Regions from separate parts of the Sus scrofa genome. Here region 1 is linked to region 2. Evidence: chromatin contacts called from public Hi-C data. All regions are on one chromosome and are shown on one strand. Each heading gives the region's core, a stretch centred on a gene start, on an enhancer-like site or on the middle of the called end of the contact. The rest is flanking DNA. Distances are from core to core; before and after follow the strand shown.

Region 1 (5,381 bases), core at 1,052-3,551, 100 kb after region 2:
CCTTGTGTCACAAGAGCGGCTCAAAAACGGAAAAAAGAGAGATAGAGAGAAAAAAAAGAAAAAGAGGAGTTCCCGTCGTGGTGCAGCAGAAATGAATCCGACTAGGAACAATGAGGTTGTGAGTTCGATCCCTGGCCTTGCTCAGTGGGTTAAGGCTCCGGTGTTGCTGTGAGCTGTGGTGTAGGTCACAGATGCTGCTCGGATCTGGTGCTGGGGTGCAGGCTGGCAGCCACAGCTCCAATTGTACCTCTAGCCTGGGAAGCTCCATATGCCCTGGGTTTGGCCCTCAAAAGACAAAATGACAAAAGACAAAAAGAAAAAAAAGAAAAAAGAAAGAAAAGGAAATCAATGATTTCTCAAGTCCTCATGGAACACTTCTGAAAGCCCAACTTGGATTAAGAAGCAAAGAGATACAGGCAGAATTCCTGTTTATAGAAGCTTACAAGTAAGCAGGGTCAGACACTCTCCCACAATGACTAAATGAGAAGAGAATTCAATTCATTTAAGGAGCAGAAAAGATTAAAATACAAATAGCACATAATCAAGCACTATGCTGGGAACAACCCTCATCAGTCAACACACAGCAGCCTATGTGTAAGCCTTATATAAAATTCCATTTTAACCAGGCAAATAACCCTCCTTAAAACCCTTCCCTGGTCCTGCCATCACCAGATAAAAGCCCCCCAAGAATCTCCTGCATCTTTTCCCCTATCAGCCACCACAGCTCTGCCCTGCACTTTTTCACTTTTCAAAAACCACCTCCCGGGAGTTACTGCCCTCTTCTCCTTTAGTTGCCCCACGCCCACATTCCCACTACCCCTAAAATTCCCACCCCATCTTGCTAGTCTGAATGTTACTCATTCTTCAGGACACTTTCAGATACATTTCACTCCCTGCGGTCCCTCCAGACACTTGGGGTGTCCCCCCTCAGTGACCTCTCTTAGCTCACACTGCTCACATTTATGGCAAGGATCTCTGCTGTCCTTCTCCCTTAAAGTGCCTACTTTCTGGAGAAGAAAATGATGGCTTGGAAGGTCCCCAAAATTCAAATCCTTCAACACTTCTTAATTTTCCACCTGAGAATCAGTAACTCTTAAAACTAACGTTATCTGTCATGAAATGGATCGAATAAAAATCAAATCTTCTTGCACCTCTGGGAAGCTTCCTTGGTACTGCTTAAGTTACTTATTAGTAACCTTAATAGACTTGGGGGGGGGGGTAAGTGTACTTTTGCAGCCTTAGGTTTACAGAAAAAGGTACAACAATGAGTTAATCTCAAAAACAAAACAAAAGCCACAACTCTTCAGATCCAAAAAACGACTCCCCAGGTGATGCTGTAAACTCATCCTGACCAATTTTCACATCTAAGCTCATGAGCAAAGCGAGCCCCCATAGCCCACGGACACATTTCCCAATCACAGGGCTTGGCCATCAGCGTTGAGACACCACCAGCAGACTCTGATCTACTCCCTGAAGCGGCTGGGTCCCTCCTCCTTGTCGACTAAACTTCCGTGATGAGCATCACCTCTGCTCTCCTCCAAGACGGTTCGGAAGCAGGGACTTGTGCTCCTAACCTCAGGCCCACAACTTTGTCCTCAATCATAGGGCGAAAGTTAGGACCAGTCTTCCAGCTCCCACGCCGCGAAAGACAGCATCCTCCCAGCTCCCGGACCCTTCCCTCTCTGAGACCGACGCGGGTTCCCGAGGTCCCGGCGGCCCTGCCCAGGCCGGGCTGCGACGGGTCCCCAAGGAGCCCAAGGCACGACCCAGCCGGTCACCACCACAGGTGTCCCTTGGTACTCTGCCGACTGGACTGAGTGAGCCGGTCGGAGGGAAGCCATCCCGCGAGAGCTGGACAGGCGGCAGGAGGCGGCCAGGAAACGAGACGCGTCTGTCCGTCGGAGTTGGGCCGGGCCGCGGGCAACTTGGCGACAAGCGCCCTAAAACGGCAGGCCGAACGCGCAGAGGATGAAGGGGGCCGGCGACGGCCTGGGACCGGCCAGGGCCCCGCCACCGGGCCCTGGGCTGGGACGAAGGACGGCAAGAGGGACCGGAGCGAGATGGCCCCGGCCGGGTGGACAGCCTAGACCAATGACCCAGCAGCCCCTGTCGGGACGGCACCGCCACCGCGAGTCGCGAACCGCGCCCCCCTCGGGTCCCGTCCGTCCGCCCCGTACCTCGCCGGCTGCTCCACCCGCGTCGGGACCGCAGCTCTCCCCGCGTCGCTCGAGTAGGTCCCGGCGCCAGTCCACAACCCGCCCTCACGCCGGCCCTCCCTCTCGCACGCCCCGCCCCCGGCGCCGCGAGCGCACGCCACGCACGCATGACGTCACTTCCGGGGCTCGGAGCTCGCCGGGAGGGTGTAGGTGCCCATCGGCATCTGCCCTGGGTGGCGCGAGGGCGAGGCTGGCGTGGATGACAGTGGCGACAAAGCCGTCGGGCATGAGGAAGGAGGCGCCCTCAGCCCTAGTGCTGGGTCCCTGACCTGGAGCGTTCAGAAGCCGACGGAGAAGCCGGCGTTTCCCTGTCTTTTCCTCACCCACTGTATTTGGGAATCCCACTGAGAGAGACGCTGCTCATCCTTAGCTCGAAATGGGAGGCACTGGAAAGGCTGCGGGAGAGAAGTCTTTGGGCCAGTGGACAGTTGCAGTCTGTGGGGAATGAGGCTGCCTGAGAAAGTAATGAATCCCATAGCTTCACACGGATCTTAGGATTTTGAACGTGGTTTGAGTTTAAAGGACCTTAAAGAGAGTGACTGACCTAGAAGCAGGTTTTATAGCTGAGCATAACTGAATTCCAGAGGTTAATAAGTTACCCAGTGTCACACAGTATTAATGATCGAGTCATAAATGGAATCCAGTTCTCCGTGATTCCCATTTCAGGAATGTTGGAGACAGCGGCTGCCTCTGTATTCTGGATGGTATCTATGGCACAAAGTGCAGCCACGACTGGGAGAAAAAAAAAGAAAAAAGAAAAGAAAATACTAGAGTACAGTGTCTGGAGGGAGACCTAAGTTGGAATACCAGGTTTGCTAAATGCTGCCTCTGATCTTGGACAGGTTGTCTAATTTCTCAGTCTTTGCTCATTATTTGCCAAATGGAGATTGATTCATTCCTCAGATTATTCCTAAATTCTGTAGGGAAGCAGAATATGCCACCCAAAAATATGCCTCTGAGAAAGCAGAGAAGCCCTGAAAACAAACCAGAAGTTAACCTTTTGTACAGGAAATGAAGCTAATGAAGGAGATCACGTTAGTAAAGGGGTCTCCCTCTGTACCTGGGAGAGAAGGATGACTCTTAGGTCACTAGAAGCTCAACTATGGATAAGACACTGACTTAGAGCTGCATGACAAACCTTAAGCTTATTTTTATTCCCCTGGTCACCTCCCATAACTGGTCTCCCCTACACACACACACACACACACACAAACACCTTTCCTGTTTTTTCTTTATTGGAAAATGGTATTTAAGTGGGCATTCTAAGCCTTTTCTCAGGGTATCTCCTTTGTATGTGTGAGGTATACATGGTAATAATTTTCAGTTTGTTTTTTTGCTTATTACTCTTTTATTATAACTTAGAAGAGCAGAGGGAAAATGATTTCCCCTCCCCTACAGCACCTAATGTGTGTGCTAGGCCAAGGATACCAGACTGTTAAAAAGTGGTGGGGGGGGTGGGGGAGTACCTATGCTGAGAAGCTTACATTCTAGGGAAGAGGTGGTGGGGGGGGAATAAGTAAATAATAAATACATTATGTACAATAGTACATGAGACAGCAGTGATTGCTTTGAAGAAAAATCATGCAAGGAAGGCCAGCCAGTCAACCAGGAAGACTGAGGTTTTTGGGTGGACAGCAAAGCCCTGGCTAAGGAGGTGACTATGCAACTATTTGGGCAAAAGTGTTCTAGGTGCAGGGAACAGCAAGTGCAGAGGCCCTCTGGACATCACCAGCCTGTGTAGCAGTGAATGGAGGGGAGGTAGGAGAGGAGGTCAAAAGGTAATGGGCCATGGGGAAGGGACTAGCCAAAGTGAGGACATAGGAAGGTCTGACTCACTGGGGCCATTAAGGGAACAAACTACCACACTTGCCTCTGAGAGAAGGGGTGGTGGTGGTAGGGTACTGAGAAGGGGCACCAAAGGTATAGTTAACTGAGGAGGCCATGTTTTCTTGAGATGGATGATAGATATGTGGATATTCACTGTATTATTCTTTAGTTCAATTTATGTGGTTTTTTTTTTTTTTTTTTTTTTTTTTTTTATGTGAACCAACTTATAAAAAGCAGTCCCACTGCGAATTCCCATTGTGGCTCAGGGGGTTAAGACCCCGACTGGTATCCATGAGGATGCAGGTTCGATCCCTGGCCTCACCCAGCGGGCTAAGGAGCTGGTGCTGCCACAAGCTTCGGAGTGGGTCCCAGACTTGCTCGGATCTGGTGTGGCTGTGGCTGTGGCGTAGGCGGGCAGCTGCAGCTCTGATTCGACCCCTGGCCTGGGAACTTCCATGTCGCAGGTGCAGCCCTGAAAAGAAAAAATTTAAAAGAAAAAGCAGTCCCATTGGAAAAAGTGAAGATAAAAGCGGGTTAAGAATAGATCAGGGAGTGAGTCAAAAGAGCTAGCAAAGAAGGGGGGCGGGGGGAAGAAGAGGAAAACTAGAAAAAAGGAGTAATACGGAGGCAAAGAGGAGAGAGAGAAAGCCAAGGGATTGATCAGAAGAGTCCAATTCTGCAGAAAGGTGAGGTCAGATGGTTCTCCAAAAGAAGTGAAAACATGTTAATAGAAGTGCTGAAAGCAGACATCCTTGTCTTGTTCCCAATCTTAGTGAAAAAACTTTCCGTCTGTCACTATGTTCTGATGTTACCAGTGGGCTTTTCAAAAATGGCCTTTATCATGTTGCGGAAAGTCCTTGCTATTCCTAGTTTACTATGTTCTTATCATCAAATTTTTAAACTTAATTTTATTTTTTATTGTAAAGTATACATAAAATTTAAATGCAGAAGAATGAAATTGGACCCTTACCTAATACCATGTACAAAAATTAACTCAAATGGACCAAAGACGGAGTTCTTGTGTGGGTTAAGGATCCATCATTGTCACTCCAGCAGTTTGGGTCACTGTAGTGGTGTGGGTTCAGTCCCCGACCTGGGAAGCAAGTTCAGCCAAAAAGGCGGGGGGGGGGGGCGGGGGGGGCGGCAGCGTGCGCTGAAGCCTACTGTGATACCATCCCACTCCCTTTTCAAAGATAACAAAGGTATAACCATCTCTTCGACTCGACTCTCTACTTGCAAGTTTCTTTTCATGGAGGTCAGGCTTCAAGTTTTGTGGTGCTTTGGGGTTGTGTGTGTGTGGTTTTTTTTTTTGGGGGGGGTTGGCAACAGCCATGGCAT
Region 2 (5,166 bases), core at 1,205-3,704:
CTGGACATCCCATGAAAAAATGAAACGAGACACAGACCTTTACACTCTTAGCAAAGGCAAAATCAAAATGGATCACAGACCTGACTGTGACAAAAGCGAAACTTTAAAACTCCTAAAGGTCACACTGAAGAAAACCTAGATGACCTTGAGTGTGACGATGACTTTTCAGATGGGACACCGAAGGCACCATCCATGAAAGAAGCAATTGATAAGCTAGACTTCATTAAAATTAAGAGTTTCTGCTCTACAAAGACACTGTTACGAGAATGAGAGGACAAGCACGGACTGGGAGAAAATATTCGCAAGAGACATCTGATAAAGGATTGTTATCCAAAACAGACAAAGAACCATTAAAACTCAACAATCAGAAGACAAACAACGCAAAAATTAGCCAAAGAGCTTTTTAGATGGCAAAAAAAGCATAAGAAAAGATGCTCCACATTACTGTCATCAGGAAATGCAAATTAAAAAACAATAATGAGCTACCACAACACACTTATTAGAATGGCCAAAACCCAGGACACTGACAATACCAATTACTGGCAAGGATGTTGAGCAACGGGAACTCTCATTCATTAATAGGATTCAAATAACAAACATGGGCAAGGATGTGGGGAAAGGGAATTCTAGCACACTGCTGGCTGGAGATGTAAATCACTGTGGGAAACAGTATGGAGGTTCCTCAAGAAAATAAAAATTAGAGCTACCATATGATCCAGAAATGGGTACATATCTGAAGAAAATAAAAACATTAATTCAAAAAGATACATGCACTTCAATGTTCACAGCAGCATTATTTACAACAGTCAGGACAGGGGCAACTAAGTGTCCACCAACAGATGAATGAATACACATGTGGTACATACCTACAATGGAATATTACTTGCCATAAAAAAGAGAATGAATTTTGCCTTTTGCAGCAACATGGATGGACTTGGAGGGCATTATGTTTAGTGAAATAAGACAGACACAAATACTGTATATTATCACTTAAATGTGGAATCTAAAAAGCAGGAGTTCCCACTGTAGCACAGACGGTTAATGACCTGGCTTGTCTCTGTGGCACTGCCGGTTTGATTCCTAGGCCTGGTGCAGTGGGTCAAGGATCTGGCATTGCACAGATGGGGCTCAGATTTGATCCCTGACCCAGAACTTCCATGTGTCACAGGTGGAGCCAAAAAAGGGAAGGGAAAAAAAAAATAACTCACGAATGAATATAACAAAACAGCAACAAGACTCACAGATATAGAGAACAAACTAGTGGTTACCCAGTGGGGGAGGGCCAAGATGGGGCTTGCGAGTTAAGAGATACAAACTATTATGTGTAAATAAGCCACAAAGATGTAATGTACAGCACAGGAATACAGCCAATTATGAAAACTTAAATGGAGTATAATCTATAAAAGTATTGAGTCACTACGTTGTACACCCCAAACTAATAAAATATTGTAAATCAACTATATGTCAATTGAGAAACAATATTAAAAAGATTAATAGGATTCAGAAAAACATCAACAGTAGAGCTCTATTAACAAAGACAACAAAATCTGAACAGTATATGCAATAAATTGGAAACTAGTCACCACTAGAACCACAATTGTTAAACATTTAGAAAAACAGAAAAATCTGAATTGAGTTCACTTCTAGGGAAAACTAACAGTAATTTAAACCATGTCACTGTCAACACATCTCAACATAAATACCCACCAATTAACAAGCAATGTCAACGAAAGCCAATTTTTTTTTTTTTTTTTTTTTTTTTTTTTTTTTGTCTTTTTGCCTTTTCTTGGCCCGCTCCCGCAGCATATGGAGGTTCCCAGGCTAGGGGTCGAACCAGAGCTGTAGCCGCCGGCCTATGCCAGAGCCACAGCAACGCGGGATCCGAGCCCGCGTCTGCGACCTACACCACAGCTCACGGCAACGCCGGATCGTTAACCCACTGAGCAAGGGCAGGGGTCGAACCCGCAACCTCGCAGCTCCTAGTCGGATTCGTTAACCACTGCGCCACGACGGGAACTCCCGAAAGCCAATTTAATTAGAGAAAGTTCCAGAAGAGGCCAATTGCATTCACTTAAAAAGTGAAAGTATTTTTGGTTTTTGAATAAAGGTATTAAGCATCCAAATAATTCATAAACTTAAAATTCCCTTCCACCGTTCACAAGTGTTTTCAAATATGAAATTAACAAGGGCTAAACAAATTTATTTCCCGTGCAAATTACAAGAAAATTTCTGAAATCTTCTCAACAGTAAATGTCACCTTTAATTTAAAAATACATTAAGCTCTATGGGGAGAGGAAAATGAAAAGAGAAAAAGCACACTATTCGACTTCCCTCCCCTATATTCATTCATCCCAACTCCAATTCAGCTTTCATCAGAATAAAGATAAGACTTCACCAGGGCAGTGAAGCTGCCTCTATGGAAGGTCTAGGGATTGAAGGTACACAGAACACGGCCAAAAGGCAATTTCACAAGTGTGTGAGAGCACACAGAGTTCACACACTCAGGACTTAGAGCTCTGAGACTAGTTAAGAGACACCACTAAACATCAAGTTGCAATGTAAGTGGGCAAAAGGCAATACTAAGATTATCCTAGAGTTACCACAAGCAACCCATTAGCTGGGAATCCTAAAAAGGGGAGGCATGGCTGTACAAACTTTCTAGAGACCAACCTGCCCACACACACCAACAGCATTAGAGCCTAAGCACACTCTTACCTCTGTGATTCGAAGGACCTCACCTGAGGAAACATCCACCGCCAGAAACAAAGACTTTAGCTGCTAAGAGGTTTCTCAAGTGGTGAAAACAGTTAAAACTGGAAAACGAGATACCCAACAATAGCAAGTAATGTATTCTCAGTAGGAAAACTATGTAGCCGTAAAAACACAGGCTCTAAAATACACAAAACGAGGCTACTTCAGAGTTGGCAGGTAAAAGAGCATGTATACCCATGAAAGCACTCACATGGGAAAAAAAAGGCCTAGGATACCCTCAAATGTAAATAGAGGTGGTTATCGCTAGCTCATGAGATTACCTATGTCTTTCTTTTTCTTTTTTAACATTTCCATCATGAATATGTATTTCCTTTGTCATAATTTCTAACAATAAAATTTATAAATAATCTTCCATTGATCCTGCTGGGCTGGTGGCCAAAATAAAACGTCACTGACTCTTTTTTTTTTTTTTTTTTTTGGTTTTGCTTTTTAGGGCCGCACTTGGGCAGCACACGGAGGTCTCAGGCTAGGGGTTGAATCCGAGCTGAAGCTGCCGGCCACACCACAGCCACAGCAAAGCCAGATCCAAGGCGCATCTAAGACCTTCATCACAGCTCATGGCAATGCTGGACGCTCACCCCACTGAGCGGGGCCAGGGATCGAATTCCAGTCCTCATGGATACTACATTCAGGTTCATTACGACTGGGCCACAAGGGGAACTCCCAAAACTTATTTACGCTTAACTGTATGCATTCTCTTCATTAAAAAAGACAATAAATAAAAGAGAAAAAGAGAACTTAAGAATGACTTCTTAAACGCACCTAAAAATATATAACTAGACAGGAAACCTCCTGGTGCTAAAGAAAGGCAAGCTTAACTTGCAGTGATTTGGACTTGAAGGGATCTCTGAGAAACCAAAAATGAAATGAGACAGAACGTTCAGACTAGACCCCCAGACAGTCCAGGACTGTGTGCTCCTAGGAGGTGGTGCAGAGCTTCTCCAGACAAGCGGGGCTCCTCCATCGGGGCAGAGGTTGGGAAGGCATGGATGGAGGGAGTGACCATGAGCCCAGAGGGTGCCCAGGATAGAGAAGAGTTTCAAGAAGGAAGGGGTATCAGCCAAATATTCCTGAGACGTGACCAAGCATTGGGAGTAAGAAAAGAAAGGGTCTTGGGGCCCCTCTGTGTTTCAAAAATACTCAGGGGACCTTGCGCTTGCCCAGTCACACTCCTCCACCTGGCAAGACCACAGGTGAGCTCTGAAGCCATCCTCTGGCAGGGGAGAAATCAGCTGGTGAGGAGAAAACGGCAGGGAGGGGGAAACCGAGGCAGCAGGTCAGCACCATCAGTTCAAGGGCAAGGGAGGGGAGCCGGTGGGGTCAACAGCTGTGAGCCCAGGAGCTAATAAAAGAGGAAGGCCTCCCTTGCACGAGTGAAGGCCAAAATGCATAATTTTGCAACTTGATGATATCTTACTTAAAAAGACGTACATTAACCAGATACACGAGTCCTTCCAGTGTCGCTCTCCCTCTCTCGGGAGCCCACATACTGTGAAGTACGCCACGTGGCGACTCGTCCAAGTTTAAAGCTAGCCTCTTTGGACAGCGTGGGGATTCCACACTCCCAGATGATATTTCCTACACAGTTCCTACCTTATGTTAAGACAGGCTACACCACTACCTGCGACCCAGATCAAAGAGCTGACTTCCCCTGAAGAAGAAAACCACCACTCAGCTTAGTAAACTGCATTTCCACCCTGAGGCTCAGGGAGAAATTCCTTAGAGCGCCCCTTTCAAGTCGGGCCCTCTGCAAAGTTCCGAAGCGACCAGGAGTCAGGGCCGCGGTGGAAGACGCCACGGGGGCGCTGAGAGGGGAGGACGAGGGAGGCCAGCTTGCTCCAACCCTGCTGCAGGAAGCACCCTGGCCTCGGACGGAGGGAACCCACCCTGATGTGGGACGGAGGCCCGCTTTGAATGTGAAGATTAAAGCAGCACGTCCCAAATACCGAGACCCTCACGGGCCTGTAAGCCCTGAGCTACTAAAGAGGTTAACGGATGAGACGGCCAAGTACCCAGGCCTCCGCAGAGAGGAGGCCACGGGCTGGTATCAGAGAGACCCCGCGACCCTCAACGCCCCGCTACCTCAGCACTGCAGCAGCGAGGACAGACGGAAAAGACCCTCAGGGAGCCAAATGCAGGGCAAGGATGTCTGAGGCGAAAGGTCCAGGTCTCAAAGCTAAAGCCACAGTGCGGGTCCTGTCCTCACCGCCTCTCCCAGAGGCATCGGGCACCGGGGGCCACACCCGCCTCGGGCTTCCAGGACCGCACTCTCCTGGCTTTCCCGTGTCCAGCCACCCTGCCTTCCCACTCTTCTTCGAAAGCTGGGGCTCCTCTGAGCCCTGGCTGGGCCCGCTCAGGGTGGACACCCTCCCTCCTGGCTTCCTGTCCACTCCA

Evidence for each region. A called contact is a pair of places that touch in the nucleus more often than the background predicts.
Region 1: a Hi-C map of liver shows a contact between it and region 2, with 3 times the contacts expected there. The contact joins the promoter of RABGEF1 here to the enhancer-like site in region 2. A contact is called at or near these places in 6 of 47 Hi-C or Micro-C datasets (embryonic fibroblasts, heart right ventricle, liver and 2 more) and 2 of 2 datasets of contacts at active chromatin or transcription factors (alveolar macrophages and skeletal muscle).

What each region holds. Positions count from the first base shown.
Region 1 is chr3:16,374,303-16,379,683 of Sscrofa11.1, forward strand. RABGEF1 (rab5 GDP/GTP exchange factor) reads right to left here and starts at 2,302. Exons shown (of 9, transcript XM_003124438.6): 1 at 2,178-2,302.
Region 2 is chr3:16,270,802-16,275,967 of Sscrofa11.1, forward strand. The region is part of intron 1 of TMEM248 (transmembrane protein 248); the gene reads right to left. Among named protein-coding and RNA genes, the nearest start is that of TMEM248, 23 kb to the right of the region's middle. Within about 2 kb of position 2,455, at least 6 of the 83 cell types and tissues checked have an H3K27ac peak or open chromatin away from gene starts, as enhancers often do. A contact at or near this core is called in liver, where this site is marked.